Linked DNA regions of Mus musculus: all the other regions are linked to region 6. A link is a contact called in public Micro-C, promoter capture Hi-C and targeted proximity ligation data. All regions are on one chromosome and are shown on one strand. The core of a region is the stretch at or near the end of the contact, and the rest is flanking DNA. Distances in the headings are between cores, read along the strand shown.

The links. Promoter capture Hi-C pulls out the DNA fragments that hold promoters and counts their contacts. A called contact is a pair of places that touch in the nucleus more often than the background predicts.
Region 1: a contact with region 6 is called in a promoter capture Hi-C map of hippocampal neurons, with 5 times the contacts expected there. A contact is called at or near these places in 2 of 39 promoter capture datasets (the HPC-7 cell line and hippocampal neurons).
Region 2: a targeted proximity ligation map of stem cell-derived neural progenitor cells shows a contact between it and region 6, with 7 times the contacts expected there. A contact is called at or near these places in 4 of 39 promoter capture datasets (the 3T3-L1 cell line, cranial neural crest, hippocampal neurons and 1 more) and 1 of 130 datasets of targeted methods (stem cell-derived neural progenitor cells).
Region 3: a contact with region 6 is called in a promoter capture Hi-C map of hippocampal neurons, with 5 times the contacts expected there. A contact is called at or near these places in 15 of 39 promoter capture datasets (3T3-L1-derived adipocytes, the C10 cell line, the HPC-7 cell line and 12 more), 65 of 484 Hi-C or Micro-C datasets (the AML12 cell line, B cells, the C2C12 cell line and 35 more), 10 of 130 datasets of targeted methods (the NIH/3T3 cell line, SST interneurons, embryonic basal ganglia and 6 more) and 3 of 9 other capture datasets (adipose tissue, liver and macrophages).
Region 4: a Micro-C map of embryonic stem cells shows a contact between it and region 6, with 6 times the contacts expected there. A contact is called at or near these places in 10 of 39 promoter capture datasets (the 3T3-L1 cell line, the HPC-7 cell line, cranial neural crest and 7 more), 1 of 484 Hi-C or Micro-C datasets (embryonic stem cells), 2 of 130 datasets of targeted methods (forebrain and stem cell-derived neural progenitor cells) and 1 of 9 other capture datasets (pancreatic islet).
Region 5: a contact with region 6 is called in a promoter capture Hi-C map of embryonic stem cells, with 4 times the contacts expected there. A contact is called at or near these places in 4 of 39 promoter capture datasets (the 3T3-L1 cell line, embryonic stem cells, hematopoietic stem and progenitor cells and 1 more).

The regions. Positions count from the first base shown.
Region 1 is chr19:34,288,259-34,293,085 of GRCm38.p6, forward strand. Fas (Fas (TNF receptor superfamily member 6)) reads left to right here and starts at 2,401. Exons shown (of 9, transcript NM_007987.2): 1 at 2,401-2,486. The coding sequence starts at 2,457.
Region 2 is chr19:34,798,175-34,802,997 of GRCm38.p6, forward strand. No RefSeq gene overlaps it. Among named protein-coding and RNA genes, the nearest start is that of Gm22082, 4.4 kb to the left of the region's middle.
Region 3 is chr19:34,991,065-34,995,709 of GRCm38.p6, forward strand. No RefSeq gene overlaps it. Among named protein-coding and RNA genes, the nearest start is that of Mir1950, 28 kb to the left of the region's middle.
Region 4 is chr19:34,921,027-34,925,324 of GRCm38.p6, forward strand. It overlaps Kif20b (kinesin family member 20B), which reads left to right and starts at 1,332. Exons shown (of 32, transcript NM_001362434.1): 1 at 1,332-1,407; 2 at 3,599-3,746. The coding sequence starts at 3,600.
Region 5 is chr19:34,745,708-34,750,263 of GRCm38.p6, forward strand. It overlaps Slc16a12 (solute carrier family 16 (monocarboxylic acid transporters), member 12), which reads right to left and starts at 1,621. Exons shown (of 7, transcript NM_172838.4): 1 at 1,359-1,621.
Region 6 is chr19:36,055,083-36,059,912 of GRCm38.p6, forward strand. Htr7 (5-hydroxytryptamine (serotonin) receptor 7) reads right to left here and starts at 2,278. Exons shown (of 3, transcript NM_008315.3): 1 at 1,624-2,278. The coding sequence starts at 2,171.

The DNA.
Region 1 (4,827 bases), core at 1,151-3,650, 1.8 Mb before region 6:
ACATTACGATTCACAACGGCAGCAAAGTTACAGTTGGGATGTAGCAACGAGATAGCATCATAGTTGAGCGTTGCCATAGCATGAACTGTATTAGAGGGTCCAGCATTAGCGAGGGTGAGTACCACTGCTCTAGAATGTTCGCACGACACTAAAGTGCTACCTACTTTTCCAAAACAAAAGTGACTTTGAGATGCATTCATTAACTAGCAGTAAAGAAGTATAAGAATTTTTTTTAACGAAAATTGGTCAGGAAATAATCCGTAACAAAAGGAGGAAGTAATAATGTCTAACACAGCAGGTGAGGGTTTTCCCTTTTACTGAAAATAGACTTCTCTTTTTGATAGATTTATATCCTGACTATGGTCCCCTAACTCTTTTCACCCCAGCTCTTTTCTACCTTCCATCCTATCCAGATATTCCCTTTCTGTCTTGCTCAAAAACAAACTGGCTTCTAAGGAATAATACAAAAAGAAACAGAACTAACACACCGCAATTGGATGAAACAAACAGAAGAAAAAGAAGCCCAAGAGCTGGCACACAAAACAGAGACAAGCTCATGTGCACACTCAGGGATCCCTTAAAAACACTAAATTTGAAGACATAAATGCATATGCAAAGGACCTGTTGCAGACCCATGCAGGCCTGCACATGCTGCCCCAGTCTCTGTGAGGTCATGTGAGCTTTGATCTTGTTGACTTGGAAGGCCTTGTTTTCTTGGTCTTGTCCATCCCCTCTGGGTCTCAGACTCTTCCTGCCTCCTCCTCTTGGGGTTCCCTGAGCACTGAGGGGAGGGATTTGATGGAGACATCTCATTTAGGGCTGAGTGTTCCAGTATCTTTCTCTCTCTGAATAATATTTGGCTGTGGATCTCCGTATTAGGAGTTATTTTATTATAATGTATGTGTTGTTTGTTTGTTTTTATAACATACATATTTGTTTTTTTCCCTAGGTCCCTGGGCTATCTAGTCTCAGGTTCTTGGGTAGCGTCAGGTTTATGTTCTATCTTGTGGAGTGGGGCTAAAGTCAAATCCAGTATTGATGGGTTGCTCCCACAAACTTTGTGCCACTATATGCACTAGCTCATCTCTCTAGCAGGACACCATCATAGATCAAAGGCTTTGGGGTAGAGGTGAGGTTTACCTTTCTCCTTTAGTAGCATGCAGAATATCTTCCAGTACCAAAGATGTTGGCATGTAGGGATGAAGGCTCTATGTAGGCACTTTCTTCTTGCTCTCAACTTCTCTATATTCAATGAGTTGTGTGGGTCTCAGTTTGTGGGGAGCAATCTATAGTCTTGGCAACAGGCTGCATTGTTTGGGGACTCCCATGCAACTCTTTTTGGCCAACGATTCAATTAGATGCAACCCCATCCAGGAAAGGAAAACTTCATTTGATGACAAGAGATGTTCACTTGTGGCTCTGTCTCCCCCCATTATTTGGCTATAGATCACCTTCATGTATGCTTATACTTTAGGAAGACTCTGCTAGGTTTCCATACCTCTCAAATGCCCTTTAATTTTAGCTGTCTCTCCCTGTATTCCCATTCATCGTCTTCCTTTCCCCTCCCCCACTTGATCTTCCCATCATAACTACCTATTTTATTCCTCTTCCTTAATAAGATCTTTCTGTCCCCTCCCCTAGTCCCTTACTCTATATCTAACCCCCGTGGTTCTAAAGATTCTGGCTTGGTCCCTGAGTTAACTGCTGTGTTATTTGTCATAGTCATTTACCTTCATTCTCCATTTGGGAAACGAAGCCAGGGACATTCCCCTCATCAGGATCCCAAAGCCTATTATCTCTACCTCTGCTGTGGTGATTGTCACTTCATGTATCATATATGAGCTCTGTGGAGGGACCTCCCTCATCAGAATCCTAGGGTGTGTACCTCCTCTGTGGTAATTACCATTCAGAGGCCCCAGAAGCCCCAGCAGACCTGTCACTGACAAAATATTGAAAGTGAAGGCAAAATGGTCTTTGTCTCCAGCAATCAGCCAAAGTCCAATTCAATACAGAGTTCAGAATTCCTTCCAGGGTGAGCAGCAGGCAGAAAAAAAAATCTCACTTGACCTGAGGGTGTGACTGTGGAAGCGCCCAGGATGGGGAATGCCCATTTATGCAATCAAGCCCTGCTTGGGCCCCCTCCTCCCCCGCCCCCCACCCCCACCCCGCTCAGGCCGCCTGTGCAGTGGTGAGTCAGTGGGTTTCCCCGGGAGACCAGCAGAACTTTCTCGCAACCCTTGGGGCTTTACGAAGATTGTGTTTGGTCCCTCAAAAGAAAAAAAGTGACATACACGTGTTCAAAGCGATTTCTGGGAAGACCTGAATAGGAGCGAAGCGGTTTGTGCGTGCCAGGGGGCGGGCCTAGGCAAAGTACATACCCACAGGCAGTCTAGAGCTGGTGGGTGGGGCCGCAGGCTGCCCACACAGGCCGCCCGCTGTTTTCCCTTGCTGCAGACATGCTGTGGATCTGGGCTGTCCTGCCTCTGGTAAGCTTTGGGACGCCTGGGATGTGGGACGCTGCATACTGGGGACCACCACATGAGATTCCAGATGTGGCTGGCATTGGGTGCCACCGGTCCAGATGTTTAGAAACGCAGGGGAGCTGCTTTCGCTCTTGGCTAAGTGCTCAGGGCTGAAGCCCAAGTCCAGCGTTTTTCTGGAAAAAGTTTGGGTCGGGGCGGGGGGCGGGGGCGACGGTCAGAGCTTGGTGCTGGCCAGCTCTTGGATCGATCGCTTTAGTATGGCTGGAGAGGGACTCTGGCTTATAGACTTGCCCAGACACTTTTCTAGTGCCACTTTAGGGCACTAGAAAAGTTCGCTCCGAGGCTCCCTGGCATTTGACACTTCTGACAGTTCGCTCAACCGGGAAGTGAGTTACTCTGGGCTGTATTTACAAGCCAAGCATTAGATCATAAAATTTCTCAAAGTAACTTTGTCTGCGAAGATTTGTTTACTCTCCTGTAACAACACGGGAAACAAAAAAAACCTTCCCTTCCGGGAATTGAGCTGTCAAATTGTGGATGGCTGAACTGGTGGATATTTTTATATTGTTTGTACTGTTTCTTCTGTTACCCTCTTTCTGCTGGCACTCTCACAGCAGATTTGTCCCAGTAACCCTAGGGCTCTGAGTCCCAGCTCCTCCTTGTCTGCTGCAGGCACAGAAGTAAGAACTCTCCAGCATTCGGTCTCTTCAGAAATGCCTGTTAATAAATGCCAGTCCGAGGGATTCGACCCTCCGAGGTTCAATCCAGTTCTGAATTTAGAAAGATTGCTTTATCAGGTCCCTAAAAATTTGCCGGGCACAAGGATCTCAAATCGGTTTTCACAGCAGTGGTAGAAGGGAGGAAGACAACCTCTCCTTACTTTTACAAGGTTAAAAGAGGTTCCGAGAGCTTAAGCATTTAACAGAGGTCACACAGCTAGCAAATGACAGTGCCGGGCTTCAGTTGAGATCTAACTCCAAGGGGCATGTACATACACACACACACACACACACACACACACACACACACACTACTGCCCCATGGTATGGTTAAGAGAAAGGTTTTTATTGTGGATATAAAAGAGAAAATGGCCAGAGGCATCTGGAAGAGCCCAGAACATAGAGAGAAAGAAGTAAACTGAACATGGCCAGCAGACTCGACCAGGGCTATCTGAGAGAGAGAGAGAGAGAGAGAGAGAGAGAGAGAGAGAGAGAGAGAGAGAGAGAGAGAGATGGAGCAGAGGCTAGAGAATAGAGAAAACCGAGCGAGAGAAGCAGGCGCCGAGGTGAGAGAACAGAGTGAGAAGAGCAGAGCAGGTTTTTAGGTTAAATGAGTCGCTAGTGGATGGGAAGCCCAGGAGCTGGAGGGAGCTTGAGTAGGGGTGGCAGTGAGCAGGACTAGGATGCTAGCATGCACTTTGAAATGTGCAACAGGCACTTGTGGTCCAAGTATGTGCTTTGATGTGCTGGTTAATAGGCACTACAGGTAGTCTCCTATGTCCCATCTGCCAGAGGTAAGGGAAATGACTTTCCAATGGATCAGAGGAGGCACATTTAGTCAAATCCTTAATACAAGCAAACCAGATAATCTGACAACATGGTGCAGAGACTGTTTGCTTGGCAGGGCATGTACAAACATGTCATCTTGAAGGGTTTTTTTTTCCTAGCGATTCTTTTCCACAACCTGATTTACTGACCTCCATCCCTACCCTAGATCCATATTGTTCTTCCCCTAGAAGGGACAGCCTGCAGGTGAGGAATATTCTGAATGGGAAGAGCCCATGGTTAGAGATAGGAGCAAGCTCTAAGAGCAAACTGAGAGAGAGAGAGAGAGAGAGAGAGAGAGAGAGAGAGAGAGAGAGAGCAGGCAGGGAGACATCCTTTAGAAGCACAGTCATGGGGAGTGGAAGAGGCTTAGGGAAACACCATCAGAGAGAGGAATCTAATCTCTTAGAGGCCCAGGGGTGCATACAGAAATGCCTGATGTACCTGCAGGTCTCAAAGAGCAGGTTCCAGTGAGACACCAAGAGGGATAGATACAAGCAAGCATCTCCTAGGGGAAGGAGAAGAGAGACAAGCAGTTAGACAGCCTTAGAGACACAGTAAGCTTCAGGAGGGAGCTACCTGAGAGACAGACCTAAGGAGGCAGCTGGAAGCAGAGAGAGGAAATGGACAAGCGAGACAGAGCAAGCTCCAGGGTGGAGCTCAGAACATGGGAGGGAGAACAGGGTGAGAGAGGAAATCAGCAAGTCTCTTGGTGACAAGAATTTCAATTCTGGACATCCGCAAGTGGTCAGGGTGTCCCCAAGTGGGCCAAGACACTTGTCAGAGAGAAATGTCCAAAA
Region 2 (4,823 bases), core at 442-2,941, 1.3 Mb before region 6:
CATCTGCCTCAACTTTTATTTACAAAATTTGAACATTAGAAAACTCGGATGAGCATAGTTTCCCTACTCTTACTTGACAGCTCTTCTTTGGCAGAAGCCGTTAGCATGGTTTTGCAACTTACCCCTTGGTGATAAAAATCTGCTTCTCCTAAGTTGAAGTGTGAAACATTTATCATTTTCAATATGTTTAGCAAGACTGGGCCAATCAGCAAATGCTGACACTTATATATATGTAGCGGTTATTTGATGATTAACACTATGGAGGGATTGGGAACAAAACACCCATGGAAGGAATTACAGAGACACAATTTGGAGCTGAGATGAAAGGATGGACCATCTAGAGACTGCAATATCTGGGAATCCATCCCATAATCAGCCTCCAAACGCTGACACCATTGCATACACTAGCAAGATTTTGCTGAAAGGACCCAGATAGAGCTGTCTCTTGTGAGACTATGCCGGGGCCTAGCAAACACAGAAGTGGATGCTCACAGTCAGCTATTGGATGGATCACAGGGTCACCAATGGAGGAGCTAGAGAAAGTAACCAAGGAGCTAAAGGGATCTGCAACTCTATAGGTGGAACAACAATATGAACTACCCCGTACCCCCCGGAGCTCGTGTCTCTAGCTGCATATGTATCAGAAGATGGCCTAGTTGGCCATCAGTGGAAAGAGAGGCCCATTGGTTGTGCAAACTTTATCTGCCTCACTACAGGGGAACGCCAGGGCCAAGAAGTGGGAGTGGGTGGGTGGGGGAGCGGGTAGGGAACTTTTGGGATAGCATTGGAAATGTAAATAAAATAAATACCTAATTAAAAAAACAAAAGAAAAAAAACTATATCATCGAGTTTGCATGGCAACATATTTAGGATTTCTGTGGCATTCCCAAACTATACAAAGTCTGGAACTTTTAACAAGACAGATATTGATTAAGGAGTTTGCTCAGTCCATAAAATGTTTGTCACATAAGCATGAAGACCTGAGTTCGAGTCCCCATCACACACATGAAAAGCTGGATGAGGCACTATGCCACTATAATCCCAGAGCTGGAGGGTGTGTGAGTGTGTGTCTGTGTATGTGTCTGTGTGTGTGTGTGTGTGTGTGTGTGTGTGTGTGTGTGTGTGTGTGTGCAGAAATAGGAAGATCCTTAAGACATTCTGGCTAGCCTTCCTAAACTAATTAGGCAAGTTCCAGCCCAAAAGGAGACCTGTCTCAAAAGGTATGGTAAAGAGCAATTGAGGAAGATGCCTGATGTCTGTCTCACTCCTTACTGACCACCCCGCTCCTGTGCATGCACATCTGTGTACACATGAGCACACATACAAATCTGGGGAGCTGGCTGTGTAACTCGATGGTACAGTTGCTCTTAATATACTCTGTGCCTCATCCAAGCCCTGGGAACATGCATCCCCCTCCCAGTTTCAAATCTTAATGCCATGTTCCCTTTTAAAAAGATTAATTTCAATGTTTATGTAAAGTCATATTATTATGATGTCTCTACTGATGATCACTAAATAACCACAGATAAAATTATCCTTAAAATCATCTGAGCTCAAGCTTGACGATGGATGTGGATCCTCACAGCTGGACTTGGCCAAGACAATCCTCATGTTTATTTCATGAGCACAAAGGACTGTTTGGAGCCAATGTAGTCAAATGTGAAGTTCAAAACACAGGCTAAAGTACACAAAGGACCGCACAATTACTTACACATTCTGGGCAGAGGAAACAGAACTTAGCTGTTGTAGACAACCATCTATTTGCTCTGCTGTTTTCAAAAACTCTCTCTCTCTCTCTCTCTCTCTCTCTCTCTCTCTCTCTCTCTGTGTGTGTGTGTGTGTGTGTGTGTGTGTGTGTGTGTGTGTGTGTGTGTGCAGGCGTGGGGGGCAGGGAGCTGTAGATAGATAATTGACTCACTTCCCCATTTCCTTCTGCCTGTCTAAACATTTCGAACTTAGCTGCTTGCTGTCAGAACTCAAGCAGACGTCAGGAGAATGACTGCTCATTTTAGAATTTAGAATCTAATATAAATAGTAATCGAACCCCAAAGGAGGATGTCTAAGAGTGCTGAACTTAAAATTCATGAGGGTGTTGACTTATCTAATTTCAGCCCATGAACTTACAGAATTTAATACAAAACCACTCCCATCTTATAGTCAAAATAATGTGCTGTTTAAGTAACTATTCAGCTATTACATTTGAAAACATGCCCTTCATCAGGTGTGGTGGTATACACCTTTAATGTCAGCCCAAGGGAGGCAGAGACAGGCACAACTCTAAACTCAAAGCCAGTGAAGAACCAGCCTGCCTCCAACTTAGGCTTAAAAGTCATCTTACAGTAAAGACAAGCTGGGTTTATTCCTATTTATGCATAAACTTATGGTTTTGAAGAATTGGGCTATGCCTGTAACCATAACTACAAATGATTCTGTACTTCACATTTCAGGAATGGCAAGCATGTCTTTGTTTCAAAAAGCTGTAATCATAGGTGGTCATACAACCTTTTAAACAAAAGTAGGGTTGCAAGATGGTTATAAACAACTTTTGAAACAAAGACATGATTGCCATTCCTAGAACAGGCAGTACAGAACCACCTATATAGATGTGTGTGTGTGTGTGTGTGTGTGTGTGTGTGTGTGTGTGTGTACATGCTTTGAGTAAACTAGTTCTAGTATAAATTATACATCTGACTCTTCTCCTGTTTGCTCTTTCTTGCCAGCACAGCTGGAGGAACCTACTTCTTCAGAATTACAGCTTATACGGATGAAATGCCTAGCCTCATGGGACTGAGCAACTACTAGATCCTTGGATTTCCCATTCACAGCTGCCTATTGTTGGGTTAGTTGGGCTGCAGACTCCTCCTTCTGGTCTGGGCCAGTGCCCTGAGCAGACCTAAGTTGTGAACTCCGTAGCAAGTCCCACAATACCCAGAGGAAGATCCACTCCCAGGTGGTCTAACACTCCCAGGATCATAGGATCAGAGATGAGAAGGACACAACACCTGCCCCAACACTGGAAGTAATTGGGACCAGCAGGACCCAGGCACCCAGGAATTCCACCCGACCAGTGGTACAGGTTCCTTCCGGTCTGAGCAGACCTTAGGTGTGAACTCTGCAGCCAGTCTCACAACTCCCAGGAAAAGCTCCACTCCCAGGCACTCTAACAAGCCCAGGATCCCAGGATCCCAGGAGCTTGGTCACACCAGGATCTCAGGGTCCAGGGGCAAACTGACTCCCAGGAGCTCTGACACACCCACGATCTCAGGATCCCAGAATCACAGGATCACAGAGACAGCTGAACTCTGAAGAGTTCTGACACAACCAGGATCACAGGAAGGACAGGCTCCAGTCAGATATACCAAGGGCAGGTAGCACTAGAGATAATCAGATGGCAGGAGGCAAGCATAAGAACATAAGCAACAGAAACCAAGGTTACTTGGCATCATCAGAACCCAATTCTCCTACCATAGCAAGTCCTGGATACACCATCACACCGGAATAGCAAGATTCAGGTCTAAAATCACTTCTCATGATGGTGATAAGAAGGACATAAATAACTCCCTTAAAGAAATACAGGAAAACACAGGTAAACAGCTAGAAGCCCTTAAAGAGGAAACACAAAAATCTCTTAAAGAATTACAGGAAAACACAATCAGTCAGGAGAAGGAAATGAACAAACCATCTAAGATCTAAAAATGGAAATATAAACAATAAAGAAATCACAAAGGGAGACAATCCTAGAGTTAGAAAACCTAGGAAAGCAATCAGGAGTCATAGATGCAAGCATCACCAACAGAATACAAAAGATAGAAGAGAGAAGAACCTCAGGCATAGAAGATACCATAGAAAACATTGACATAACAGTCAAAGAAAATGTAAAAAGCAAAAAGCTCCTAACCCAAAATATCCAGGAAATCCAGGACACAAAACACCAAATGCACTAAACAAAGAAAGAATATTAAAAGCAGTAAGTCAAAAAGATCAAGTAACATAAAGACTTCTCACCAGAGACTATGAAAGCTAGAAGATCAAGGACAGATGTCATACTGACGCTAAGAGAACACAAATGCCAGGCCAGGCTACTACCACAAAACTCTCAATTCCCATAGATGAAGAAATCAAGATATTTCATGACAAAACCAAATGTACACAATATCTTTTCATAAATCCAGCCCTTCAAAGGATAATAGAAGAAAAACCCCAACAAAGAAGGGAAACTACACCCTAAAAAAAAGCAAGAAAGTAATCTATCAACAAACCCAAAAGAAGATAGCACGCAAATATAATTCTACCTCTAACAACAAAGATAACAGGAAGTAACAATCACTTTTCCTTAATATCTCTTAACATCAATAGGCTCAATTCCTCAAAAAAGACATAGACTAACAGACTGGATACGTAAACAGGGCCCAGCAATTTGCTGCATACAGGAAACGCACCTCAGTGACAAAGACAGACACTACCTCAGAATAAAAGGTTGGAAAGCAATTTTCCAAGCAAATGGTCCCAAGAAACAAGCTGGAGTAGCCATTCTAATAGCAAATAAAATCAACTCTCAACCAAAAGTTATCAAAAAAAAAAAAAAAAAAAGATAAGGAAGGACACTTCATATTGGTCAAAGGAAAAATATACCAAGATGAACTCTCAATTCTGAACATCTATGCTCCAAATGCAAAGTCACCCACATTCATAAGAGAAACTTTACTAAAGCTCAAAGCACACATCACACCCCACACAATAATAGTGGGAGACTGCAACACCCCACCATGCCTTTTGCACAAATATTACAGCTTTCAGTTTAGTATTTTTATGGGGACTCCTGA
Region 3 (4,645 bases), core at 1,022-3,521, 1.1 Mb before region 6:
CTGCCCTAGGGTTTCAGTATTCCAAGTGTGGTGATGGGTCAGCATCAGTATCACTATGCAGTAGTGTGTGTGTGCTTGTGTGTTCATGTGTGTGTGTGCATGCATGTGTGTGTGTGCATGTGTGTGTGTGTGTGTGTGCATGCACGTGTGTGCGTGCATGTGTGTGTGTGTGTGTGTGTGTGTGTGTGTGCAGATATATATGTCCTCCCTAAGGACAGCTCTAGGGAGTTAGTTCTCACCTGCCCCCTTGTGGGATGTGGAACTGGGAGTCATGTCATCAGGCCTAGGACCAAGTGGCTCTTCTAGCTGAGCCATCTCACTGGCCCATCTTGGAGTTTTCAAGAAATAGAGAATTGTGGGCCCTCTCTTAGACTACTTGATAAAAATCTGCTTTTGAACTATATCATTCAGTGAATGACAGGTGAAGTTCAGAGGTGCATAGCTCAAGGATTAATGCTGCCCTACCTAAGGTGAAAATGCAAAGAATACTTGTTTATTATTATTTACAAAATTTGGAGTACCATATTGGTTTAAAAAAATAAAATGTACAAAGTTACCAAAATACAAATATCTTACCCTGGCCCCTGCCCAACCCCAACCCACTCCTCATCTTAAGATAATCACTATTTTGATTTCCGACACCAAGAATGTCTGCAACTGTATGTATTCACTGCCGAACTTCATCTGGGTAAGCCTACATTTGTGATACCCCTGTTCTAAAGAGTTATACCTTTTTGGTTTCATTACAGTATTGCATCATAAGAGCGTATAGCATGATTGATCCATCTTACCACAAGTGGGCATTTAGGCATATATTTTTCCCCACTATTTATAAGCAATGATGCCAAATAAATATTCTCTGCATATGTATAGGAGGACCTAGAAGGTGAAATCGCTGAGGCATAACAGTGCTCAAATTTAACAGCTACCACTGAACACTTTCCCAGGCTGACTGTACCAAATTTCATCCTCACCAGTGGAACATGGGAGTGGCATTTGCTCAGCATGGGGTAGATAGTCTGAAGATGTTTCAGATTATATATTGTGGTTTTTTTATCTGCAGTGCTTTGATCACTGATAGTATTTCATTATTGTGTGTGTGTGCATGCTTTTGTATGTGTGTGTATGTGTATGCGTGGCATGTGTGCGTATGTGTTTGTGTGATATGAGCACATATGAAGGTGGAACCATTTTGTGGATTCAATATCCTCCTTCCACCTTTGCATGGATTTTGACAGTTAAACTCAGGATACCAGGCTTGCCTGGCAAGTGCCTTTACCCACTGACCCATTTTGAGAGCCCCGTGACAGCCTGCCTTTCAAACTCTAATTAATTTAAAAATTATAATTCATTATTATGTGTATGGGATTTTTTCCTCTATGTATGTCTGTGGATCATGTGTGTTCAGTGTCCATGGGGACTAGAAAATGTTGTCTGGTCCACTGAGAATAGTTACATACCATTGTTAACTGCCATCTGGGTGCTGGGAATCAAACCCTGGTTCCCTGGAAAAGGAAGCAGTGCTCTTAGCTGCTGAGCCATCTCCCCAGTCCCCTTATTATCTATTTGAATCTTCTGGACTCTATGTTCTGGATATGAATTCTCCAGCATTTATGTATGTTGTAAAAACAAATCATATATTCCTTTTCACTAATTTCATGACAAATTTTTTTTTTTAGGTTCTCAGAATATTCAGAACTACCTAATGCCAGCTATCTTTTTAATATATAAAATCATATATGTGGTAAAATAAAAATTTTATAGCAGTAATGCATATGTTATGATGAGGACTGAGTCACTAATGATCAAAATTGTCTTGATAATACTGACCATTTTGAATGCAGTTTCATTTGAAATGTCTCCTAGAATATAAAATATAAGTGCTCATGAAACATAAACTATAATGGTCTCTGTGTCTTGGATATGTTTTGCCCTCAATATTATCAACTGTGTGTCTGATACACCAGTATTAAGTATATCTCTAATCAGCTGGAAAAAAGCAAGATGAGAAAGAAGCAGGTTACATAAACCAAGTTTAAAAACTCCATTTTATTACTGTGTGCATATGTGTGTGAGCATAGGGGTCAGAGAAGACTTCTGGGAAGTGATGCTCTCCCTCCACTGTGGGATGTGGAGATAAAACCCAGCTTGTCAGGACAGGATTTTTATTCATCACCTCATCTTGTTGACCCCACAACTCATGTTTTAATCCTGGCCCTTCTCATTGACTGGACCCAGAAGGAGCAAATGACAGTGCAGCCTTAACATCATCCACCAGATGGAGACAAAGCACTGTTTGCTGGACTCTACATTTGCACCAATTCTAATTTATGTAACATACCAACAGGGCAAAAATACGGGAAGGAAGGTAAAACTATCTTCAATACTATTTCTTTCCATACCTGGTAATTCTTGTTACTACTGAGGACTATTCCTGGAACTAATTTTAAAAATTGTTTGGCTAAAATAAGTCTTAGTCACCCGAAAGCCTGTACTGGGATCTATATAAACATCAATTCTCGTTTTAACTTGTTTGGATGAAATAGAACATGGAAACGTGAAGAGTATCATTGCTCATGTATTACGCAATAGTAAACTTGGAAATATGATCACCTCAAGAAATCAGAAGCTAGCAACCAGGATTAGTACAAGTACATTAATTAGCTTAAGACCGTGTTCTTGATGAATATAAGAAGCATGTGTGGGTAACAATGTGGGTCAGTTTTGATCTGAAGTACGGCTGTGATTACCAGTTTCTTGTCTCTTTTGTCCACTTCCAGCATAAAAGTAAAAGCCACAAACGCAAGGCTTGCTTCTCCCCCACTTTGTAAGTGGCCACAGCTAACGCTATGTAGGTGGGGGAAAAAATCACTGTATAAAAATGGCAAAACTTTTCGCACCAGAACTTTTTCTACCTTGCTTCCCTGTCCATTCTTCTTGCTCCATCCCCCTGGGAACATGGGCTTTGGAGGTGCAGCAGCCATCATTATCCCTAAGCTGATAAGCATGAGGATAAAGGTTATTGTAACAGGATAGCATAGAGGCCAGGCAGGGTCCCTCCTTTGTGACCACGTGGAGCAATTCCTATGCCAGGGAGAGACTGTCTAGTTCTGACCTTGTAAGGAAGCAGAAAAGCTTTTGTTAATCAAACTTGTTTAGGGATAAATTATTTCCTGGTCTACCTATCATTTGAGAGTTACTACTGTAAATATGTTTGTAATGTTGAGTTTAGATGTTGGCCTTTGTAGCCAAACAAACCCTTTCGATGAAGCTAAGACTTTGGAAACTCAACATCCTTGCTTATTGCTCTTGTTATTCCTAAACGGCATGAATTAAATGCTTGACAGTAAATATGAGGCTATCTGCCAAATCCTTCTGCCCTATTGACACTTCTGGGCCAAAATGTACATTTTGACATTTCACCTTATTACAGAGAGATTTTGTTGTTGTTGTTTTAACAGAATTGTGCGTGAAAATGGAAGCTGCCCCGTTACCCTCCTTGACACAGCCTTCGATTCTTCAGGGTAGAGAAGTCAGGGCTCATTGATCACTGCTGTTGACAAATGCACATGATAATGAAGAAAAAACTGGAAGTGAAATAGCAACAGGCAATGAAGTGTTGACAAGAGGCTTAGTTTAAAAAACATGCCTAAGTTTTCATCATGCACGATCAAACTCAGGACTGGAGGCAGCACTCCACCAGTTACATCCACAGACCTCTAAAAAAATTCATTTTGTGACAGGTTCTTGCTAAGTAGTTACGTAGGTTGGCTTCAGACTTGAGACCCTCTTAACTCAGTTTCCGTTGTAGCTGGGATTATGGGCACGAGCCACCTCACACAGAGTTCTATGTTTTGAATAAGCAGAATGGTAATTTCTATGAATATTCAACAAACAGAATAGTCAGAATAATAGCTGTTCCCTGGTCCACCTCAGGAGTATTTTATCAAATGCATGAGCTGTTCATAGAACTGGAAATTGAGAACTCGCTTTCAATGGGAGGGATGGAGGGATATATATTCATATATATATATTCACATTAAGAGAGAGAGAGAGAGAGAGACAGACAGATAGACAGCATATGATGTCACAGTGTAAAAAGGAAGGCTGTTTCTGTAATAAAATATAGAAATGTATCCCTAACCCCAGGGGTTCTACCAGATGGGGTTCTGCCCCATGATTGGCCAAGGGGATGATGCTAATGTACTTGAAGAAAGCCAAAGGAATTTGTGTATTTCCTACACATCCCTTTCTGAAGGTGGGTATTTGGAGAAGGGAATTCTGCTTTGTGCATCTGTATGTATATATAACAATGCTTGGTAAATGGAATTTGCTCATGATTGAATGAAAATGGAAGGGAAGAGTTTTCCTGAAAGGTAAAATAATCAAGGAAAGATCGACCAATGCATTGACTATCCAATTGGCACCAAATGTTGATAGCATAAATGTTATGAATCCTTAAGAGATGCATCTTCTCAGCAGCTCTAAGTGGGCAAATCTGCTTAGTCTACTAAACTGTCAGTATATTCAGGGACTTAATGTGAGGAGACTCTGGCAGGTCTGTCTCCTTCAGAAGGAAAGTCCTCTTCGTACCCTACAGTGTGCTCAGGGTTTTCATGACAATGGCTGTTAGAACTTAGCTCAA
Region 4 (4,298 bases), core at 82-2,581, 1.1 Mb before region 6:
CAAGATCGAAAAACACTAAGGTTGTCAAGCTAGTGTTCCAAAAATCCTTCTAATTAAGTGCAATAGCTGAAAATATGATCACAGAAAAGCTAAGGTAACAAAACTTCTTCAACTGATTTTAAATCCCGGTTCCATTTACTTTTCTTCCCCCCCCCCCCCCGAGACAGGGTTTCTCTGTGTAGTCCTGACTGTCCTGGAACTCACTCTGTAGACCAGGCTGGCCTCGAACTCAGAAATCCGCCTGCCACTGCCTCCCAAGTGCTGGGATTAAAGGCATGTGCCACTATCCGGCTTTTTTGTTTTTTAAAAGATTTATATGAGTACACTGTTGCTGTCCTCAGACACACCAGAAGAGGGCGTTGGATCACTTTACAGATGGTTGTTAACCACCATGTGGTTTGCTGGGAATTGAACTCAGGACCTCTGGAAGAGGTCAGTGTTCTTAACCACTAAGCCATCTCTCCAACCCTCCATTTACGTTTGTGCCCATTACTTATTTAGAATGTATTAAATGGGACGGTAGCAATACCTACTTTAAAGGGTTCTTAGCACCAGTCAGACAATCCATTTTATAAAGGTAGTGCCAGCGGAAGCATAAGGTAAATGCTCAATTTACGTTAGCATTATTTTTATTCAAAGTGAAAGTCTAGCCTCAATAGTAAATTCTCGTCATATGAATGTATTAGTAAATTAGCCCTGCACTCAGAGGGTTACTTTAGGGAAGCGGAGAAGGACACATGGGCACTTACATTTTGGGGCACTGCACAGTGCCTCTCAGCGGTAGCTGATTTATGCTTTCAGAAACATCAAAAAGGGGGTATAAAAAGATGAAGGATATGCTCCTAAAATGTATTTTGAGGAAAACGTGTTTCATCCAAGAGGGCCGTCATCGACAAGAAGAATCACTTAAAGAGGGGAGTTAACTTGGTCCCAGGTCGCAAGTCCTTTCTGCCCCGGGGAATGACAGGACTCTGAGGTGTAATAGGAGGAATAGTTTGCCATTCCTCCGCTCCTGGGGGCATCGCGGGAGGCAGTGCGGAGACAGCGGCCTCAGCAAGGCTCGTCATCATGCGGGTCTAGGACGGAACCTGAGACCTGAGTACCGAACAGGTATCGTTAGGGTCAAACCTAATATGGCCCCGAGAAACTCCCAGCTAGGTAGCCCACGAGCGTTGCTACTGCCCCATCGGTCGCCCGGAGCACCGAGTCCCGCCCCCCAGACTTGAAAGCCTTTTCCGGAGGCGGGGGCGAAACTCGGCCGCGAGCGGGTCCAGCCCCCAGGGCTCGCCGGAAGCCCCGCCCACTCCCAGGGTTCAGCGCGGCGCCGAGCCGCCATTGTTTGAATTTGAAAACCGGGAGGAAGTGGAATTCTGCAGGTGGGGAGGCGTGCAGGGACCAGCGATTGCAGTAAGTGAGGAGCTGACGATTTTGGGGGCTCCGAGGGTGGCTGCTTGCACAGAGGGCACGAAGCTGCGACGCCTCGGCCGTGTCAGCGTTGTCGGGGCTCGTGATGCCCGTAGTCTAGGTGCGGGGCTGCTGAAGGTGGGGCTGAGCTTCAGGGAGTTAAGCGAGTTAAGCCTTGAGGCGGAAGACTTCGGTCTGTCTAGGCCTCGGTTTCCTGGTCCGGTAAAGGAGGTACACTTTAGATTCACAGACACTAGTTTTATTAGACACAAAAAGATTTGCCACGTCTGGTTGCCTGAATTCGGGAGGTGAGCAGTTGTTTTGTCACGTGACAAGATCTCTTTCTAGGTTGAGTCCAGTGGGGGCTTTTTTTAAAAAAAAATGTCACATTACTTTGTGGCTAGAAAAGAAGCATATTTGGGTTTTATGTGTATATAAAGGAAATTGAAGTGAGTCAGTTTTAGTCCAGTACTACTTCCGTTGGTCTGTATTTTGAGCCTGTCGTGAAGAGTAAACAAATTTAGATGATTGTCTTTCTACTTAAATAGGGAATCCCGGTGCTAGGTGCTTTAGACTGTTAAATCTGTTTCTTTGAAAAATTAGGAGAGAGGCGACCTTTTCTCTCTGGTATTGTGCATCTGGTAGATGCTTGCTTTCTTTCTTTCTTTTTATTTTTCGAGACAGGGTTTCTCTGTGTAGCCCTGGCTGTCCAGGAACTCACTCTGTAGACCAGGCTGGCCTCGAACTCTGAAATCCGCCTGCCTCTGCCTCTCAAATGCTAGGATTAAAGGCGTGAGCCACTACTGCCCGGCGTGATAGATTCTTAGAAAAAAATTTTTTTAAAGATTTATTTATTTATTATATGTGTGTACACTGTAGCTGTCTTCAAATACTCCAGAAGAGGGCATCAGATTTTTGTGACAGATGGTTGTGAGCCACCATGTGGTTGCTGGGATTTGAACTCAGGACCTTTGGAGGAGCAGTCGGTGCTCTCAACCGCTGAGCCATCTCACCAGCCCCCTTAGAAAATTTTAAATGTTAATTTTTTGGGGGGTGGAGGGTTAGGTTTATCCTATAGGGATTTGATGTGCAATTCAGATTTAATAGTTCAGTGATGGCATTATTCCATATTCACATTCAACCTTGTGATGTGTCAGTTAGTGATTTTCATTGTCGTCATCATCATTATTATTGGAGATTCTGGCTGTGGTACCTCAGGTACCCAGAGTTGCATCCTACTGGGCTAGGACCCAATTCTCTTATTTTAAATGTAAAGTTTATATGCATTATTTCACTTTTTTACTTATAATCGGAAAATAAATAGGAATTTATTTTGCAAATAACCGAGTTTTAGTCCTAAATGTTAAAATTTGGTTTGCAACAATTTTCTGGGAGATACTAAGTAACGAGACTAGCAGAAGATCTTAAGTCATCCCTGCTGTCTCTGCTGTTTGACATGTGAGAGGAGGGTATCAGGCCAAGTGAACAGTTCATATTTTTTTCTTTTGCTAATTGCATTGTTCATGACATGTCTTTGGGTAAATCTACCTAAAAAATTGGATTATGGGCTGGAGAGATGGCTCAGTGGTTAAGAGCACTGAGTACTCTTTCAGAGGTCCTGAGTTCAATTCCCAGCAACCTTCTGTAATGTGATCTCATGCCCTCTTCTGGTGTGTTTGAAGACAGCAACAGTGTACTCATATACATAAAATGAAAAAAATAAATCTTAATAAAATTGGATCACACAAATTATTTTTTATGTTAATTAATTGGTTAATTTGAGACAGGCCCTCACTATATGGATCGGGCTATCTTCAAACTCACAGATTTACCTACTTTTTGCAGACGGGGTGGGTGGTCTGAGCTCATGCTGTCCTATCGAGCTTACTTTTGTTTATTTTGTTTTCCTTTGAGACAAGGTCTTTGGCTTAGATTGTTCTTGGACACCCTATGTAGCTAAGATGACCTGGAACTTGGTGATTTTCCAGGTCAACCTCCCTACGTGTTGGGAGTATAGAGAGCCATGCCATCATACCCCGTGTATGCCTGGGATGGAACCCAGAGTGTTGTGCATGGTAGTCTGTCAGCTCAACTGCATCCAAGTTCCCAGGAGTTCCAAGTAGACTTAACATTGTAGGCGGCTTGCGTGCTGATTTATTAAGGCTGCTTACAGAGGTTGCTTTTCTTCTCGCAGGATGGAATCTCACTTGAATCCAGATGGAGTGCCTAGACCGTCTTACGTTTTTAGTGCTGACCCAATTGCAAGGCCTTTGGAAATCAATTTTGATGGTGTTAAGCTTGATCTCTCTCATGAGTTTTCCTTAGTCGCCTCAAACCCTGCGGTAAGTACAACGTAAGAAAAACACTTGATTATTGTGCGCCAAGGAATCACGGTGCTAGGTACTTTAGATTGTTAAATCCGCTTCTTTGAAAAATTAGGAGAGAGGTGGCCTTTTCTTTCTGGTATTGTGCATCTGGTAGATTATTTTTGTTTGTTTGTTTGTTTGTTTTTTCAAGACAGGGTTTCTCTGTGTAGCCCTGGCTGTCCTGGCACTTTGTAGACCAGGCTGGCCTCGAACTCAGAAATCCACCTGCCTCTGCCTCCCGAGTGCTGGGATTAAAGGCGTGCACCACTACTGTCTGGCTAGAATCACCTTATTTTAATTAATTTAGAAATAGAATATCACACAGCTGGTTTAAAGAAGCCACTGGAACACTCACCTAATCCCAAACTCTACCTCTCTGTGACTTTTATCCAGTTAGGAGAAAGTTTATTTTCATTTCTGAGGCAGGGTCTCTCTTTGTAGCTCTCCCTCATCCTCCCCTTCAGTCTCGGCATCCCTGGCGCCCTGGGCTTTGCTGTTTCTGAGAAGGATCTGTAGCTATATCTATGT
Region 5 (4,556 bases), core at 371-2,870, 1.3 Mb before region 6:
CTCTGCCTCCCGTCTCTGATGTGCTGGAATTACAGCCATGTACCATCATCCCAGGTTTAAAGTGTTCTTAACTTTTAACACTTACACAACAAAGGCAGTTTGACTGAATCGACCTCTCATCTAGTTCAGAACTCTCTCAGGTTAAAAGCAGATGAGTAATTACAAGGATGAGAAAATTATATGCTTGGGCCGGTCTAGTCATATGGTGCCGGGGTTGTTGTTAAAATGCATAGAGGCAAAATACCCTAAACACTGACCAGGACGACAGGGAGAAAGCCTGGATTTCAATATTGGTCCCAACTACACTTAAAGATATAAGTTTTAACAAACCTTGCAGACATGGCTCTGAGCTTCCCAAGCTATTCAACTGAAGGGTTTGAATCTAATAGATTCTCTAAAACTCATTTCAATTCTAAGATCCTGTAAGTAATACGTGATTGTGTCCAGTCTCTCAGTATCCAAAGCTCACACTTTCTACAGTCATAAGCCAGGCATCACGGGTGGCTAGCACACCATTAGCTGTAGTTTAGTGTGACTTGGGGGTGGGGGTGGGGGTGGGGGGGAGAAATTACACAGCCAGCAGCTGCAGATTTCAACAGCTAGTGAGCTCAAATACCCGTAGCCACAGGGTCTTCCTGAACTTGGCAAGCCCGAAGATTTTTTTCCTTCTGGGCTAGGTTTAGCAGAGACGCTGGAATGCCCACATAGCTCTCAGCAAAGCTGGGAAGAACAGCGGCCAGACAAAATGCAAGCGAGTGGCCCAGAACACTGAATCACCAGTTTGCACCAAACATACAGGGCTGGCTGCTTTAGGGTAAGGAGCGACTGGAGAAATTAAGTTTAATTCATTCCAAACGGGAAGGCCGGTGTGCTCTAAAGAGATCACCTAAGGATAATAAACGGTTGGTGGGTAGGAGAGGGTTAAAAAGCAAGAACACCGGACAACCCAGGGGGAAAGGCGGTCTGTCTTGCCTGGGAAATGCGCATCTGGAAATCACAGGACACAGATCAAAGCCACTCTCTGCAGCCACCTGCCTGGAAACCCAGCCAGACACTCCAGAACACAGGACAAGTGGGCACGTGCTTCCATTCTAAACCCAACAAGTGGCCAGACTTAGGATCTAGACACAGCTGAGCTCCGGGATAGATGTAGAATGGAGCGCCTGCGTCCTTCCCGAGGTCTAGGTCCAGCTCTGCTGCCCTATCTCGATTCCTAGCCACCTGTTTCTACGGAGTTGGGAAACCTTAAGGACAGAAGCAAAGCTTTCCGCACCGGGACAGCGCCGATTCCGGCGTGCGCTCCGCTGTCCTCTGTCCGGTCTCCGCCCGCCCACATCCCGGGACCCACGGGTGCTCACCTCGCGGGGACAGCTGCAACGCTGGCGACGGCGAGCCCACATGTCCCCTTCGCGGCGGCCCCTTCCCACGGCTCTGGAGTCCGGTCCCGGCTGAGGGGCGGAGGAGCGCACAGGGCGGAGGCGCCGTAGGGGCCGGGGCCCGCAGGCAGCGCCCGCCGGACACTGTCACTAGGGAGATCCCACCGCCCCGCCCCGGAGAAGCAAAGCTCTCAGTCACCGCAGCCCCGAGGGTGACTCTGCCCTGCCGGCGGACGGGCTTTGTCCCCGGATCCGCTCTGCGCTGGGGGCTTGACCACGGGTGAGGGGCGCGGGGAGGAGGGGCGCCTCCAGGTTATGTAATGCTTAGGCCCGCGAGTCGTGAGCCAGCTCACTGGGGACTGCAGGGCTCTCTCTGTAACAGTCTTGTGTAGCTGGGACCTACACTAAAGAAGGCTGGGTGTTCTCAAAAAGATATGTCCCTGCATGGTCAAAGAGTAGAAGCTGTACAAAGTCTCCTGCACGTGCATCTTGCAAGGACCGGGACCCTGGTCAGACCATTACACAGATCAGTCAGTCCTAAAGACTTGAGTTCAACTCGCCCCACAAAGCCCCATGACTTTGGGCAGTCAACTTAACTCTGAGTCTCAGTTTCTCTATAAAATAAAAGAACATTTGCTTCTCTCTCTTGCTGAGAGGAGAAAATGGGTTCATTAACAGGTTCATTAACAGGCTCATTAACAGTGTGTGTGTTTGGGGCTGGGGGGGGGGGGGTAAATGGTGTTTGCCCCGCCCTCCAGGAGGCACTGTGTGCTGCAGGTTCCAGGCTAGCCATCCCCTCAGGTATCCTTTTAGGCAAAAGCAAAGTCTCTGAACTGACGAGGTCAGACTCAAGCTCATAGAAGTTATCGCAATTCAGAATGGTCCTTCAGACGGACGCAAGCTAGGAACTGGTTAGAAATGCCAACCTCTAAATGTCTTCTTTTCAACAAAAGTCCTGGCTGATTATGACGAACGGCAAAGTTAGAAAAGAAATTAAGCTTTCAGGAAAAATTGAGAGGAACGGGAACCCACTGGTCAATAGTAGGCAATATTGTACTTTGGATTTGTTGTTGTTGGGCACGAAGGTTGTGTGTTTGAAGAACATGTGATACCATGTGGTCCTGAAAGATCCTGACAGAATGTAAAAGGACACAGAAGCCCTGGAATTGGCAAGATAGATGTCAGTGTTAGCAGAACTAGCTTCACTGATTTAGAAAAATAGAGGTGCACAATGCTCTGGCCACTCCTTGAACCTGTGTGTCTGCCAATGTTTTGACTGTTCATTGAACCCAAGTGTGTGCCCACTGATGAAGCCCATTGCCAGGTGTTTGTGATATTGCTTGCTGAGAAAGAGTCAGAAAATCTCCCCAGCAACCACAGCCCGGCCAATCCTGAGTTGCTACACCTGCACCAGACTCTTTCCTTGTACCCCTCCCATACCCATTTCTTGAGAATAGACATTGTTTAGATCTGGAAATCCCCTACTCCCCCCCCCCTTCTCCTTTCTCCCCTGAGGGCCTATAAAAACTGGGACCTCTTTCCCCTCGGGGTCCACTCCTCTACCCCTGCGTGGGATATGAGTCGTCCCCAGAGTTCTGGCTTTCCCCAATAAAGCCTCATGTGGTTTGCATCAAGCTTGGTCTATTGTGAGTTCTTGGGTGTCCGCTATTGTCCTGAGGCCTGAGCGAGGGGCTCCTCTCGGAGTCTTTCAGTCCAGGCTTGCCTTCAACTCCCAGTCCTTCCAAGGTCAGTGCCCTGGTGCTGGCATTCTAAAAACAATCGAGTAGAGTGAGGGAGCGAGTGCTCCACCCTAGACTTTTAAACAGATGTTTCTGAAGCTCTGGGTTCCATCCCCAGCACTGCACAAACAAAATTCCTGCCTAGCTAAGGCCCTTCTCATCTTGCAGGCTTCTCTGTAAGTTTGTTTCCCTCTCTGTTGACCTTCCTACACACTAAGTCTAAATCTGAATTTAAGGACTATTTTCACTTAGTATGAAACTAGTTTAGATCTAAGGGATTAGTAAATGTGTGTTTAAAACACACACAAGAAGGAGAATTCATTAGCATTAATCATAAGCTCATAAATGCAGGGTCAGCAGTGAGCCCTGAGCCCTCGGCTATGGAGGTCTTTAGGTCAAAGGCTTGGGAACTCTGTCTTTGAGAAAAATCATTCTGCCAGTTAAATACTGTTCTTAGGGGCAAATCGGTCTTGTCTTCTATTTCAATAATATAGGACAACCAGTTCTTTTGAGAAGTTCTGGGGAATAAGATGAATCTTCAGACTTCCCTCAAAGTCACCACTCACAGGGCTGCTGGGAAAGCCCAGAGCTATAAGAGCAATGTCTCTGTTGTTTTATCCTTGACAGTATTCAGATTTTGTTTGTCTCTGAATGCTCCCTAGCAGGCTTTTTTAACCTTTGGGACTTAGGAATTGGTGATGTGTACATGCCAATAATCGCCACACTTTGGAAGCTACGGCATAGGGATGGCGAATTTGAGTGCAGTCTGGGCTATATAAGAAGAACTTTGACTTTAAAAAAGACAAAACAAGATAACATCAGGGAAAATTAGGTTAATTCCTGGGACGTGCAAGGTGAAAGGAAAGAATAGTTTACTGTTTCAGGTTATTCTCCGACCTCCACAAAGTACACATGAAATAGAAATATGTAGAAATACACGAAATACACGAAAATAATAGGCCAGGTTCTGATGTAGCTCACTTGGTTGGATGCGATTTACCATACACAAAGTCCTGGGTTCAATCCAAGCACCAAATAAGTCAGGTGTGATGGTGCCGCATGCTCACATTCCTTGTGTGTGTGAGACAGAAGCAGGAAACTCAGACATTAAAGGACATCGTCAGCCTACCAGTGGATGCTAGCCTGGACTACACAGTGGATGCTAGCCTGGACTACACAGTGGATGATGCTAGCCTGGACTACACAGAACCTTAGCTCAAACAAACAAACAAACAAACAAACTGGAGTCTTAAGAGTGTCACCGATTTAATAGGCTGTTCTCAAATCAAGTTATTTAGCAGAAAAATCTACAGCATTGTACTGTGCAGGAAGAAGAAGCTTGGACCCAGGTACAGCATCTCTGACTTCACTTAGCTTATTTCTAGACTAGAAGGCAAGGTCTGTTGAAATACACAACGCCATATAGAGGGTGATAAGCGCT
Region 6 (4,830 bases), core at 1,028-3,527:
ACAAGGACTCCATTCATGGGAGAACTGTTTTCGGTTGCTGAGCAGGCGAGGTCTATGCATGTCATTCATGGATACACTTATTATGTGTATTAGGTGCACTCTCCACATTCCCGTTGTCATTTCCAGACTGTAAATGCATATGTTTTTTTGTCATTTTTAACTACAGTAATTCAGAACTTCAGCTGCCAAGCCTGGTGCCAATATTCTCACAGAGGCAGTTCATGTTCCACTCTTAAAATAATTCCTTGTTTGCTGTCAGAAGCCACTGTCATGACACCTAAACTGGCAGTATCATTTTTAAAAAATAATAATAATAAGCCACTACCTAAATACAACTACAATGTGGTTTTTTTCCCCTTGACAAACATTCCCTTTACTACCGTACCCTTTATTTAGTAATTATAAACTTCGGTCATAAAGCAAACTAGAAGATCATTTTTAACATAACAAACCACACATTGCAATGTTTTCAAGGAGGAAAAGTGGGAGGAAATCTCAGTTACACGCCAATCCATCCTCTTAGGCACTGTCATCGTAAATGCAGAGGTATCAATTATTCTCCCCATGCTGAAAGAGCTACAGATTTAAAGGCTCTGCGGGTCCACTAAGAAAACCAGCCACTATTTCTCTCTATCATTAAGCACAACAGGGTATAGTCCTGTGCTGGGTTGAAATCACCAGCAGAATTCCAAGTATGGATATTAAGGCTTAATATTTCAATCCCAAAGGAAACAGAATTGTTCTGTAGCCAAGGAGTATTGAAACCATACTTCAAGTTGTCATTTGCATGTGTTTAAGGCCAAAAACCAGCTCCATCAAAATTCTGTATTCTTAGAGTCTGAAGAAACTCCCGGGATTCTCCTACTCTGTGATGACACTCAAAGCGGCATTTCTTTTTCTCTTTCCCCAGCATCCCTGACAGATGGTCAACCTCTGCTTCAATTACTCCACTGGGGGAGTTCTCGATATTATATCCCTAGATTCCCAGGGGATATGACGAAAGACTAGAACCAACCTTTTAAGACAGGAGTAAGGCTCCAGTAAGCTTTCAGGAGACCGACAGCATGGCCAAACACTGAAGTCAGACTTCCACAAGATCAAGATTCAGAATTAGCATTTCATAAGAGTGCGGCATTTAAGAGCCCAATACTAGGACCATTCAAGGGCCTTTCTTCATCCTCAGAGTAGCTCCTAAAATCTGGGAAGCACCGTGTCTTTCTGACTGATGACTTAAAGAGAGAAATGACCGTATGGATCACAGCAATGGTTTGTCAAGCTAGGAGCATCAGACCAATTTCTCACACACACTTCCCCCCAAAAAGAAACAAACAAAGGGACCCCCCTGGTGGAATTGCTAGTACTTTTAAAACTCTGGTCTTAGAACCATCACTACACTAAACCGGAAACATTTCAACGTTTCTTTTAAAGGTTTGTTTGTCTTTAGCCTGTGCTTGAAGTTGCTTGGTTGGTGTAGGGGTGATGGGTGCGGGGTTGTATTTTTAAGCTCAGCCCTTATTCCCGCCGTGAAGTCTAGCTGGATCGATCCTCCCAGAAAAGGCTGGCACGAGCTCAGCGCCCTGCACATCTCCAGCAGAGCCTGGGACGGGGCGGCCTGTCCCTTACCTGTCGATGCTGATCACGCACAGGGTCATGATCGAGGCCGTGCAGCACATGACGTCCATGGCGATGAAGACGTTGCAGAAGAAGTGGCCGAAGATCCACTTGCCCCCGATGAGGTCCGTGACACTAACGAAAGGCATGACCGCCACGGCCACCGAGAGGTCAGCCAGCGCCAGGGACACAATCAGGTAGTTGGAGGGCTGGCGGAGCTTCTTGACAAAGCACACCGAGATCACCACCAGGCAGTTGCCCGCGATCGTCAGCAGCGTGATGAGCGTCAGGATGGAGCCGATCACAACTTTCTCGACTCTGCCATAGTTGATCTGCTCCCCGCAGCCGGAGACATTGTCCGGGGGCGCGTCCCAGGTGGGCGCCGGGCTAGCTGTCACCTCTGGGAAGCCGCTCAGCAGGTGCGGCATCCAGGAGCTCACCACCGAGTGGGCGCCACCGTCGGGGCTCAGGTCCTGCAGCCTGCGCCCCACCTCCGGCAGGATGAGAGAGCGGAGATGGCCGTAGAGGTCGGGGCGGCCGCTGCTGTTAACGTCCATCATCGTGCCGAGCGCCGCTGCCCATGGAGCCGGCGCCCCCGCCAAGCGCTCCGGCAGCCGGCCCCAGGGCTGGATTCACCTTGCCCGCTCGGCTCCGCGCGGCCCAGCCATGGGGTCCGGCGCTGGCCACTGGGGGGCGCCCGGCTCGGCCTCGCGACCCCGCACGTCCCAGGGTCCCCCAGACGCTGCGGGTGACGCGTGGGCGAGGACTCCCCGCGGGAGGCGCCAGCGGTCCCCGACGGGCACGGGGGAGGCGCAGGGTGGCGAGCCGAGCCCGGCCGGGCTGGCCGCACCGCAGCCCCGCAGCGACGCGCGCCGGGGCCGAGAGCGCCCGGCCGCCGTGGCCGAAGTTGCGGAGTGCGCCCCGCCCCTCGCGCCCGCCGCCGCCGCTCCCCTGCGGCAGCCGCGCCGCGTCCCAGCCACCGCCTCCGGCAGCCGCCAGCGCCCCGCGCGCTCCGGGACGGGCTTCCCCTGCTGGGCAGCCCCGCCGCTGCGCACCGTGCAAATGCCCAGCCCTGGCTCGCCCTGCCGCAGACCCCCTGGCCTCAGCACTGTAGCAAATGACAAGCGGGGTGGGAGCGGTTTGCTTTTCAAGAAGACTCGGGGGTCACTGCATGAACCGGTGAAGAACCTTGTTGGAGAATATATTTTAAGCCCTTAATAAAAATAAATAAATAAAAATTAAAGGGAAAAATTACCTTTTTGAGCACTACATCAAGCATCAAATAGATAGTTCCGTTTCCCATTTTGACCACTTATGAGAGAAATCGAAGATGGAAAAAAAGGAAGCAGCCAGATGGGGTGGGCGAAGGAGCTCTGGTGCTCTGATGAAAAAGAAGAAAGAAAGAAAGAAAGAAAGAAAGAAAGAAAGAAAGAAAGAAAGAAAGAAAGAAAGAAAGAAAGAAAGAAGAGTAGGAGTGCCCAAGGCCCTGGCAGCTAGGATAGCACTACGCACTAGCTTCCGGGTGGCTTCAACCCTTCCTAACCTTTTTGAGGGCTAGAGACAGGCCTCTCCACTTGAAAATGCACCCTGGCTGCCTTTACATAAAGGCTTCCAAATATACAATATCGAGATATGGCTTGAATTTCCCTTCACATCCTGAAAGTCTTGCATACACACGTAAAGAATGACCGGTTATAATGGCCTGCAGACCTGGAGACGTCTGCCTATAAAAGCTATTGCCTAAAACCCCCTCTCTGGTATTCAAACTCTGTCAGGGAGGCTGGATTTTATTATTCATGAGACGGCTTAGCTTCATTCCATTTGTTTAAAAGTTTTATTGGAAGCCATAGTGATTTCTATAGTTAAGGTTCCAAAAAAAAAAAAAATTCAAATGCGTTTTCTTTTCTAGTTAGACCTGATGATTTAGAGGAGGGGGGTGAGGGGGGAGGAGGAGGAGAAGAAAGGAAGGAAGGAAGGAAGGAAGGAAGGAAGGAAGGAAGGAAGGAGAGAGAGAGAGAGAAGGAGGAAGAGGAGGAGGGGGAGGGGAGTGAGAGGAGGAGGAGGGGGTGGGAGGAGGAGGAGGAATGTGGTGCTGAGTAATACTCTCAGTTCTCAAGGTAATCGCTCTATTTTGGCAGATAATGAGAGAGTTACTCCTGCCATGCCCTAATATACTCAAACTCAAACTTGGCTAATGTGCAGGTCTATAATCTTCCCCCTGTACACTGAAAAAAATTAAAGAGGAAAATACATGCCCTAAACGGAGGTCCAACACTCACAACATCTTTGCTAGGATTTACAACCCAAGACTATTCCTGCTGAAATAAGCGATGCAGTGGGAGTGGTAGGTGGGGTCGGAGGATCACCGAGGCCAAGGCCACAAAGTAGCAATATCTGATGTTAGAGGAGAGGGGAGATGGTGCTTCTTCAACATGACCTAGCGCTGTATATGATCTCAAACAAACAAACAAACAAACAAAAATCACGTCTACCTGGAAGGCAGCTCTGCAACCATTTGTTCACCCATTTATGCAGAGCAAGACACAGCAGCTTAGAAAAGTTTAATAGTTCAGGATTATGTGTGACTACACTAAACTATCTCAGTGCTTGCTCTCGAGGTTTAGACCTGTCCTTGGGCTTCTGAAAAATCACTCGAAGTGGTTCATCTCAAGAGACAGTTTTGCCGGTTTGAATTTTAACTCATTTCTACTTCTCTCTTAATTGTTTTCCTTCTTTACTCCTTCCTCATTCATTCAGCATATATGTTCTACCTTGGCACTTTAAAATAATATTTCAGAATGGTGAATTATACCACGGTTTGGAAGTTGCTAGTTTTGATATTGAAATCTTATAGAGTCATTTTATTTTCCAGCTACATACTTGCCTAGTTCAATAATATCTAATAGACACTTCTGGTTCTTGCCTTTGCTCTGTCTTAGTCCATTTGAGCTGATATAACAAAACCACCATAGACTAACTGACTTTATAGGTGTGGGGGATAATTTCTCACAGCTCTGGAGACCCAAACATACAAAACAAAGGCCAACAGACTCGGTGTCCGGGTGGGGCTGAAATTCCTGGTTCTTAGGAAGCCATCTTGTTCTGCCTTCCTGCTGTGGTGAGAATGGGAGGGCCCGTGGGTGTCTCTTATATAATGACACCAATACCATCAAAGCTCTGCTTCTACAACCTAACCACCCTCCAAGAGGGCCCCCCTAA